2 separate regions of the Oncorhynchus mykiss genome follow, and region 2 is linked to region 1. Evidence: chromatin contacts called from public Hi-C data. All regions are on one chromosome and are shown on one strand. The core of a region is the stretch at or near the end of the contact, and the rest is flanking DNA. Distances in the headings are between cores, read along the strand shown. Region 1 holds the start of LOC110508342 (muscleblind-like protein 1). Region 2 overlaps LOC110508342 (muscleblind-like protein 1).

Region 1 (5,486 bases), core at 1,752-4,251:
TCTTTCTTTCTTTCTCTCTTTCTTTTTTTCTTTCTCTCTCTCCCTCTCCCTCTTCCTCCTGTGGTGAAAACATTGAGTGTCTCCCTCTCTGCTCAGCGCCCTGCTATTTCCCAGCCTTCTGTAAATTACACTGGCTCACTGATGTGGACTGGCTGAAATGTCCCAGGCCCTTTATAAGCCCTGATGGCCCATCTATCACACACAAACACACATTACACCACCATTACAGAGCATCACCCAAAAATATATAGCATGGCACGCAGCATCGCTGACAGGCTGGAAGCTCAGAGAGCTACATTCAAAGTCAGCAATTTCGCAACATTTTGTCGTTGTGATGTTATGAGACAGCAGAATGAAGATGAGATATAACTGCTGAGACTAAAATAGTTCCTCATTCCTTCTGTGTGGTAACACCCCTTTTGAATGCAGCCTTGAGGTATTCGGTTTGCTTGTCAACAAAGTTAATCAATGGTAAATGTGAAGAGACTGATGAAGTCAAACTACGAGACAAAAACTTGGGAGTAAAACAATTATAATCACGCAAACTTCAATTGCTAAACTAGTGGAAACCATTTAAAAACATTCTCAAATAATTTAAGAAACATTCTCATAGACTACATAAAAAAAAGCATATCATTCATCTTACAGCAATAACTGCCTTGCTGGTGCGTGAAGATAAAGTTGTCCCTCAGCGCGCCATTTTCTATGGCTCTCTCTCGACTCTGACGCAGATAGGAGAAGCAGGTGCGATTCTAACAGTCACAGACTTAGGAAACAGAGGGCATAGTGTCCCTAGCTGACTCCACACTGTATGCAGTAGCATATCTCTTAACTTTGGCCTTATCTAGGGAGATTATATGAAAGTGAATGGAAACACCCTGTGTAAAGAGATATTTCAGTTGGCTTTGCAGTGTGCTATAATATTCAGGCAGGTTGCAGAGAAATAGTTGCAAACGATTTCAAAATGTCACCATCTCAACCTCAATCATTCACACTCATAAACACTCACATAAAAGGAAGAGTGGAGATGCTGACAGCTGTTGCGGTAGTAAAGTTAAAACAAAAGTTTTTCAAACAAAATACATTAAAATAAAACAAGTTCTGCATGAAGTCGCTACTGAATGAGGCACTTATAAATGTTATCTTTAGAAAATGTTCACAATATAATGAAAAAGTACCAGAATTAAAGTGTTTCGTATTCTCTGCACGGTATGGAAGCCGCGTGTAACAGTTAATTCATTTGTCAAATATGTATTATAGTTTTACATAGAGAAAAGTATGAAAGTAAAGTCAAATCAAAGTAAATATAATAGTTTACATCCAATATATTTCTAGGTTTATGAGGTTATCCTCATCCTAAAGAGAGGTGGCCCTTAAGTCCCCTGTGTCTGTGCCTTCTTACCTGTATGTCTGTAGAAAGCTGACGTGACACTGGGGCTGAGTGACAACACTTTAACCGAGTCACAACGTACCACAATGCATTGTGGGTTAAACTGCCCATCTCTCTTCTCTCTTGCTTTTTCTAACTCAATAGTTTTTTCTCTCTCTCCACTTCCTCTCTTTATCTCACCCCACCGCTCTCTCTCTCTCTCCCTCCTCTCTCTTTTTATTGCTGTTACTTTACCTCCCTCCCTCCCCCCCTCTGTCTCACTCTCTCAATCCACCTCCCTCCCCCTCTCTCTCTCTCTTTCCCTCTCTCCCAACAGCGCCTTCTGCCTGGCGAGCGGCCGAATCACACCATGGCCGATCCGACAAGCAGGTTGCCATGGCAATCTGCCCTTCTTATCTCATTTGCATCTTTTGCTTACATTATGTGCTGCCAAACATGGTAACGTTTAATAGTTTCTCCCCGCCATCCGCCAAATTTCTCTTTTTTCTTTCACCCCGCCCCCACCCCTCACTTCTTTTTTTCTCTCTCTCTCTCTCTCTCTCTCTCTCTCTCTCTCTCTCTCTCTCTCTCTCTCTCTCTCTCTCTCTCTCTCTCTCTCTCTCTCTCTCTCTCTCTCTCTCTCTCTCTCTCTCTCTCTCTCTCTCTCTCTCTCTCTCTCTCTCTCTCTCTCTCTCTCTCTCTCTCTCTCTCTCTCTCTCTCTCTCTCTCTCTCTCTCTCTCTCTCTCTCTCTCTCTCTCTCTCTCTCTCTCTCTCTCTCTCTCTGTGTGTGCGTGTGTGAAAAGAGGAAGTCACTCTGACATGTGACCAGTTTGCAGCATTACAGATAAGGAGTGAAACAATTCGAAACAGGAAGTTGGGTGTGGTAGTGGTTCTGTTTAGGGGCACAGAAACAGAAGGGGAGCTTAGGTCACCATATACCCCCCTCCCACATAGTGTGTATCAGGTGCACTGGCACAAGGTTTCCCTTACCCCAAGTTCCTGTTCAGAAGTGCATTTGTATATCAGACCTTCAGTGCCAAGCCCGTCAATCTGTCACAGTGGTAGAGACAGGAGACAGACTGGCCTTCTGAAGTCAATATTGAGAGGAGAGCAGCAGTCAGCACATCCCCACCTGCCGCCAATGGAGAGACAGAGAGAGCGAACGAGAGGACACAGACAGACAGAGGAAGAGAGAGCGAAAGAAAAAGAGAGAGAAAGAGATTTTTCTAAAAGTGCTATAGCTACTCGATTTGTGTCAACAGGACTTCTAGTTAATATTCAACCAACAAGTCAAATAAAATCTACATTCAAAATCTTATCAACCATGTTTACCTTGTTTACCTTGCTCAGGTCTGTGAACATCCGTTATCAATCGGCATCCCAAGAAAATCCCAAAACACCCTTTCAAAAGTACAACACTCCTCTATCCAGATACAACTGACCTACACTTAGCTCCTTCACAGGGACTGAGGTTCTTCAGGGACTCTCAGAGACACAGTAGCGCAGCAGGCAATAAGGGCCTCTGGTGCAGCCTTCCTTCCTTAGGTCTGCCTACAGGGCTCTGGGGAGTGGAAGTCAATGAGACAGCCTAATTTAGCCTGCTGCCTGCCTGCCTGCTACTTCTTACTGCTGCCAGGAACCCAATGTGAGACTCCTTCCCTTTTTAGGTTCCCTGGACGCTGCCGTCTGCAAGAGGCCACTGCCGCATTCCGAACGGGCTACGCCAAGAAAGAGAGGGAGAGGCAGACAGAGAGGGGGGGATAAGAGCATCTGCTAAATGACTAAAATGTAAAATGTAAAAGTCTTACAAACAGATCTCATATTACTGTATATATAACATTTTTTCCCCACATGTTATCTTTATATTGATGTCACAAATGTACCATTTGTACAGTTCTTTATTAAAAATGTTGTTATTTGTTACATTTCACTGTTCAAAACGACTTATTTCTCTGGAAGTGAGGCGGATATATAGCATTTTGAAATAAACATGATTATGACTATTTTTCTCTCTGAATTGAAACCATCATGTAATATATTTTAAACAAATACATGTCTCATTGAACAAACCCATGTGAAAAAGCATATCTCTTTCATAATTTCTTTCAACAATAAAAGCTCATTGACCATCATTTCTGAAAATGGATATAGTGTTTTGGAATGAAACTCTTCAGATGGAAAGAGAGAAAGAGAGAGAAAGTGGTGGTGAGAGAGATACTATAAAAGTTGCTAAAAAGGATGTTCGTTCAGGAGGAAGTCAATGCAGACATGTTGTTAATACCTGCCTATCCCCCATGAGTCAGCGGTAATAAATAGTGCAGCGGTACGTGCTTAATCAGTGATAACTAGGCTATATAAAAAATGTCACTATCCTGAAGTCGTTGTTATAGGTCAATACATTACTGTCACATAGGTGGTAAACCCCAGAAGGATAAAACAACAATAACAACAATCTGAGTTGAATGAGTTTCGAAAAATTCTGAGAATCTCATCAATGGGAAAACGTCAAACAGTGGTTAAAAAAAAGCCAACTTGAGGGAAATGTTGTAGTCGTAAGAACGATGATCCAATGTTTTCCCTATGAATCAGACTCTACGATGGTCAGGCCCAGTAAAAATAGCCTGTCTAATATCTCAGCACTAATTAGCTATTTATTTATTTTTATTTTACCTTTATTTAACCAGGTAGGCTAGTTGAGAACAAGTTCTCATTTACAACTGCGACCTGGCCAAGATAAAGCATAGCAGTGTGAACAGACAACACAGAGTTACACATGGAGTAAACAATAAACAAGTCAATAACACATTAGAAAAAAAAAAAAGAGTCTATATACATTGTGTGCAAAAGACAGGAGGAGGTAGGCAATAAATAGGCCATAGGAGTGAATAATTACAATTTAGCAGATTAACACTGGAGTGATAAATGATCAGATGAACATGTGCAGGTAGAGATACTGGTGTGCAAAAGAGCAGAAAAGTAAATAAAATAAAAACAGTACGGGGATGAGGTAGGTAAATTGGGTGGGCTATTTACCGATGGACTATGTACAGCTGCAGCGATTGGTTAGCTGCTCAGATAGCAGATGTTTAAAGTTGGTGAGGGAGATAAAAGTCTCCAACTTCAGCAAATTTTGCATTTCGTTCCAGTCGCAGGCAGCAGAGAACTGGAAGGAAAGGCGGACAAATGAGTTGTTGGCTTTAGGGATGATCAGTGAGATACGCCTGCTGGAGCGCGTGCTACGGGTGGGTTTTGCCATCGTGACCAGTGAACTGAGATAAGGCGGTGCTTTGCCTAGCATAGACTTGTAGATGACCTGGAGCCAGTGGGTCTGGCGACGAACATGTAGCAAGGGCAAGCTGACTTGAGCATACAGGTCGCAGTGGTGGAAGGTATAAGGTGCTTTAGTAACAAAACGGATGGCACTGTGATAAACTGCATCCAGTTTGCTGAGTAGAGTATTGGAAGCTATTTTGTAGATGACATCGCTGAAGTCGAGGATCGGTAGGATGGTCAGTTTTACTAGGGTAAGTTTTGCGGCGTGAGTGAAGGAGGCTTTGTTGCGAAATAGAAAGCCGACTCTAGATTTGATTTTGGATTGGAGATGTTTGATATGAGTCTGGAAGGAGAGTTTGCAGTCTAGCCAGACACCTAGGTACTTATAGATGTCCACATATTCTAGGTCGGAACCATCCAGGGTGGTGATGCTAGTCGGGCGTGCGGGTGCAGGCAGCGAACGGTTGAAAAGCATGCATTTGGTTTTACTAGCGTTTAAGAGCAGTTGGAGGCCACGGAAGGAGTGTTGTATGGCATTGAAGCTCGTTTGGAGGATAGATAGCACAGTGTCCAAGGAAGGGCCAGAAGTATACAGAATGGTGTCGTCTGCGTAGAGGTGGATCATGGAATCGCCCGCAGCAAGAGCAACATCATTGATATATACAGAGAAAAGAGTCGGCCCGAGAATTGAACCCTGTGGTACCCCCATAGAGACTGCCAGAGGACCGGACCACATGCCCTCCGATTTGACAGACTGAACTCTGTCTGCAAAGTAGTTGGTGAACCAGGCAAGGCAGTCATTGGAAAAACCGAGGCTACTGAGTCTGCCGATAAGAATATGGT
Region 2 (5,486 bases), core at 1,607-4,106, 84 kb before region 1:
TGTCATGACTTACCTGGACCACCTATTGAGAAGTGCCTTTTGTTAAGTAAATCAGGTGTTAAAAGAGGTGAAAAGGAGACTGGAGTGCCGCTTTCAGCTGACGACTGTGTGTGTTTCTGTGTGACTGTGCCAGTGTGTGTGTGATATGCTGGGAGCTGTTTATAGCCGCATGCCCCTAACCCTGTTTCACCCTAGGTCTGGGCTATGCCTGGCACTAACTAATTGTTCAGGGCTCTTTATTTCTGCTCTATCCTGTGGGACAAAAATGTCTGTGTGTGTTTCTTTGTGTGTGTGTGTCAGTGTGTGTGTGTGTCTTTATGCATACTTGAGCATGTGTGTGTGTGTCTGCATACGTGTGTTTGTTCAGGTCAGAAGAGGGACTCTGTGACGCTTTAAAAAAATATATATATATTTTACCAGGTAAGTTGACTAAGAACACATTCTCATATACAGCAACAACCTGGGGAATGGTTACAGGGGAGAGGAGGGGGATGAATGAGTCAATTGTAAGCTGGGGATGATTAGGTGACCATGATGGTATGAAGGACAGCTTGGGAATTGACACCGGGGTCAACACCCCTACTCTTACAAAAAGTGTCATGTGATCGTTAATGAACTCAGAGAGTCAGGACACCCATTTAACTTCCCATCCGAAAGACGGCACCCGACACAGGGCAATGTCCCCAATCACTACCCTGGGGCATTAGGATATTTTTTAGACCTGAAGAAAGAGTGCCTCCTACTGGCCGTCAACACCACCTGGTCTCCCATCCAGAGACTGACCAGGACCAACCCTGCTTAGCTTCAGAAGCAAGCCAGCAGTGGGATGCAGGGAGGTATGCTGCAGGGTGGTATGCTGCAGGGTGGTATGCTGCTGGCGCAGGGTGGTATGCTGCGGGGTGGTATGCTGCAGGGTGGTATGCTGCAGGGTGGATGCTGCTTGCGCAGGGTGGTATGCTGCAGGGTGGTATGCTGCTGGCGCAGGGTGGTATGCTGCAGGGTGGTATGCTGCTGGCGCAGGGTGGTATGCTGCAGGGTGGTATACTGCAGGGTGGTATGCTGCAGGGTGGTATGCTGCAGGGTGGTATGCTGCTGGCGCAGGGCGGTATGCTGCTGGCGCAGGGTGGTATGCTGCAGGGTGGTATGCTGCTGGCTGGAGGACTGCTATCCAGACATCCAGCTAGGCTACATGTCAGATAGGAGGTATAAATACATTTCACTCATATGATACATAGATATTGTATCACAGGGCAATATGAGGTCAAACTTCAAAGCGTCAGTGCCAAGAGATAATGAACTAGGAGAGATCGTTTTATGCTGTCTGCTAGGAATACACGCTGCCAAGAAGGAGGGGTCTGAGTCGCAGAAATCCTGATGGAGTGGGGTCAGAATAGTTCAAGTGTCACACACAGGCGTTCACACACACCGGGGACAGAGTAGTTCAAGTGTCACACACAGGCCTACACACACACTGGAGTCATGTTCATGTAACAGGTGGAACACACACTGGAGTCATGTTCATGTAACAGGTGACACACACACTGGAGTCATGTTCATGTAACAGGTGACACACACTGGAGTCATGTTCATGTAACAGGTGGAACACACACTGGAGTCATGTTCATGTAACAGGTGGCACACACTGGAGTCATGTTCATGTAACAGGTGGCACACACTGGAGTCATGTTCATGTAACAGGTGACACACACTGGAGTCATGTTCATGTAACAGGTGGCACACACTGGAGTCATGTTCATGTAACAGGTGGAACACACACTGGAGTCATGTTCATGTAACAGGTGGCACACACACTGGAGTCATGTTCATGTAACAGGTGGCACACACACTGGAGTCATGTTCATGTAACAGGTGGAACACACACTGGAGTCATGTTCATGTAACAGGTGGCACACACTGGAGTCATGTTCATGTAACAGGTGGAACACACTGGAGTCATGTTCATGTAACAGGTGGAACACACACTGGAGTCATGTTCATGTAACAGGTGGCACACACTGGAGTCATGTTCATGTAACAGGTGGAACACACACTGGAGTCATGTTCATGTAACAGGTGGCACACACTGGAGTCATGTTCATGTAACAGGTGGAACACACACTGGAGTCATGTTCATGTAACAGGTGACACACACTGGAGTCATGTTCATGTAACAGGTGGCACACACACATAGCCCTGTTCTTTACGACAGATATTTATTTACTGACATTCCACGGGCACAGCTGAGCCGACCGGCCGAGGTAGCAGGGTCCTCCCACTGGGGACACACTGGTTGAATCAACGTTGTTTCCACATAATTTTTATGAAATTACATTGAAACAACATGGAATAGGTGTTGAATTTACGTCAGTGCCCAGTGGGCACACTCAATCACAAATAGAGCTGCTGCCTGGGTGCTTCTCAATAGTCTAACATATTTGCCTCTCTTTGTTTCCTTTCCTCTATTCGCAATGACATGAAATACTTGGACAGGTCAAAGGAAGCAAATTCCTGGCGGGCATTCTCCATATTGCTTTCATCCTGGGTTTTCAGATCAGTGGAGAGGAAGGAAAGGAGATAAGGAGAGGAAACCACGTTGCACAATTGAGATGCACCCCCAGAAGTTTTGTTACTCAGATACAGGCAGGAAAAAGTGTCGTGCATAAGAGTGTTGTTGTGTCTGCGTCACAGCACACCACGTCAGTCACAACTACAACAGGAGACGTAACGCCTCGGGACAGTGTGTGGTGTGTGTGTGTGTGACAGTATCTATCACAAACAGAGGGACGTCTAGCCTACGCAGACATCTGACTTGTTGAGACTTGTGACTCAGAAATGTCAACAACTAGGTCAAATTTGATCTCATGATCCCTGCCTCAGCACTGCTGTGTGACTGACTGGCTGGTTTAAACACTGTTATTAAACCCTATCACTACATGTACTTAACCTAAATTGCTATAGATAATGGCTTAACGACTGGCATGTGAAATGTAGGTTAAATGGTAAATGGTTGAAAGAAGGCTTGGGCGACATACCGTTTTTACGGTATCTGGGTATCTCGAAATATGATTTTCAATATATATATTGTTATGGTGGGGGGGGGCTGCTACGGCACTGCTTATACCTAACTATAAGTTATTTATAACTATAAGAAATCTAAGATGTGTCAAATAAATCATATCTAGCTTAGGGCTCCAGCTATGCATTTGGTTTGTTAATTTGTTAACTAAGAGGCACGATGTCAAGATCAAGCTTCTTGGTTACAGAAGAGACATTCAATCCCCTCCTGGATGGCCACCAGGTTTGCACACATCTCAGGAGGGATTTTGTCCCACTACTCTTTGCAGATCTTCTCCAAGTCATTAAGGTTTCGAGGCTGACGTTTGGCAACTCGACCCTTCAGCTCCCTCCACATATTTTCTATGGGTTTAAGGTCTGGAGACTGGCTAGGCCACTCCAGGACCTTAATGTGCTCTTCTTGAGCCACTCCTTTGTTGTGTTTTGGGTCATTGTCATGCTGGAATACCCATATACAACCCATTTTCAATGCCCTTGCTGAGGGAAGGAGGTTCTCACCCAAGATTTGACGCTTTTGACATGCGTTTTCCTGGATTTTTTGTTGTTATTCTGTCTCTCACTGTTCAAATAAACCAACCATTAAAATGATAGACTGATAATTTCTTTGTCAGTAGGCAAATGTACAAAATCAGCAGGGGATCCAATACTTTTTTCCCTCACTGTATTTATACAGATAGCGCCCCTTGTGTGCACATTCACTAATACGTATACCCAGGTATGGTACAGAAACAGTATGAAAATCTGGATACCGCCTAACACTAGCTGAAAGACTCAACTTCTCTGTCATTCTAGTTAAATGATGCATGCAGGCAGAAGGGCTACTCTATGTGATGGTAACACATCACCAAGTTAACAGGAGTTATGATTGTAAACATGTTCAGAGAGGTCAAAAAGGAGAGGCCAAATTGAAATATCAATACAGTTCTTAGACTGAACTGATGGACTAACTGGCTAATGTACAAAAGCTGTGAGTCAGAAACTTGGAGAGAAACTACGCAGAGCTTGTTTTGAAAGAGGCTCTAGATCCATACAGAACTGTTCTGAAAAGATGTTCTAAATCTACAGAGATTTGCTCATCCAGAGGCGGCGCTCCTAGTGGCCAGGGACTTTAATGCATGGAAACTTAAATCTGTCTTAACTCATTTCCACCAGCATGTTAAATATACAACCAGAGGAAAAACACTCTGGACCACCTTTACTCCACACACAGAGATACACACAAAGCTCTCCCTAGCCCTCCATTTGGCAAAGCTGACCATAATTCTATCCTCCTGATTCCTGCTCACAAGCAAAAACTAAAGCAGGAAGTACCAGTGACTCACTCAATACGGAAGTGGTCAGATGAAGCAGATCTTAAGCTACAGGACTGTTATCCTAGCACAGACTGGAATATGTTCCCGGGATTCTTTGGATGGCATTGAGGAGTACACCACATCAATCACTGGCTACATCAATAAGTGCATCGATGACGTTGTCCCCACAGTGACCATACGCACATACCCAATCAGAGCTGCTGATTTCAAGAAGCGGGACTTTAACCCGGACGCTTATAAGAAATCCCGCTATGCCCTCAGACAAACCATCAAACAGGAAAATTGTCAATACAATACAAGATTGAATTGTACTACACCGATGTAAGACCTTCAAACAGGTCAATATTCACACCAGGACATGTACTCTGAGCATGCGCTGGCTGACCAACTGGCAAGTGTCTTCACTGACATGTTCAACCTCTCCCTCCTTGAGTCTGTAATAACAACATGTTTCAAGCAGACCACCATAGTCCCTGTGCCCAAGAACACCAAGGTAACCTGCCTAAAGGACTACTGACCCGTAGCACTCACGTCTGTAATCATGAAGTGCTTTGAAAGGCTGGTCATGGCTCACATCAACACCATTATTCCAGAAACCCTAGACCCACTCCTATTTGCAGACCACCCCAACAGATCCACAGTTGACGCAATCTCTATTGCACTCCACACTGCCCTTTCCCACCTGGACAAAAGGAACACCTATGTGAGAATGCTATTCATTGTCTACAGCTCACCGTTCAACACTATAGTGCCCTCAAAGCTCATCACTAAGCTAAGGATCCTGGGACTAAACACTTCCCTCTGCAACTGGATCCTTGACTTCCTGACGGGCCACCCCGAGGTGGTAAGGGTAGGTGACAACTAGAGCTTTACCGATTATGATTTTTCAATACCGATACCGATTATTGGAGGACCAAAAAAAGCTGATACTGATTAATCGGGCAATTTTTATATATATATTTGTAATAATGACAAATACAACAATACTGAATAAACACTTCTATTTTAACTTAATACGTAAATAAAAATACCTTTAGTCTCAAATAAATAATGAAACATGTTCAATTTGGTTTAAATAATGCAAAAACACAGTGTCGG

Evidence for each region. Hi-C and Micro-C count contacts between places; a contact is called where the count stands out from the background.
Region 2: a contact with region 1 is called in a Hi-C map of liver, with 3 times the contacts expected there. The contact joins the enhancer-like site here to the promoter of LOC110508342 in region 1. A contact is called at or near these places in 3 of 3 Hi-C or Micro-C datasets (blood and liver).

What each region holds. Positions count from the first base shown.
Region 1 is chr28:2,520,349-2,525,834 of USDA_OmykA_1.1, reverse strand. It overlaps LOC110508342 (muscleblind-like protein 1), which reads right to left and starts at 3,001. Exons shown (of 14, transcript XM_036967000.1): 1 at 2,712-3,001; 2 at 2,361-2,502.
Region 2 is chr28:2,604,536-2,610,021 of USDA_OmykA_1.1, reverse strand. All of the region lies in intron 3 of LOC110508342 (muscleblind-like protein 1), which reads right to left. Among protein-coding and RNA genes, the nearest start is that of LOC110508344, 49 kb to the left of the region's middle. Within about 2 kb of position 2,856, at least 4 of the 11 cell types and tissues checked have an H3K27ac peak or open chromatin away from gene starts, as enhancers often do. A contact at or near this core is called in liver, where this site is marked.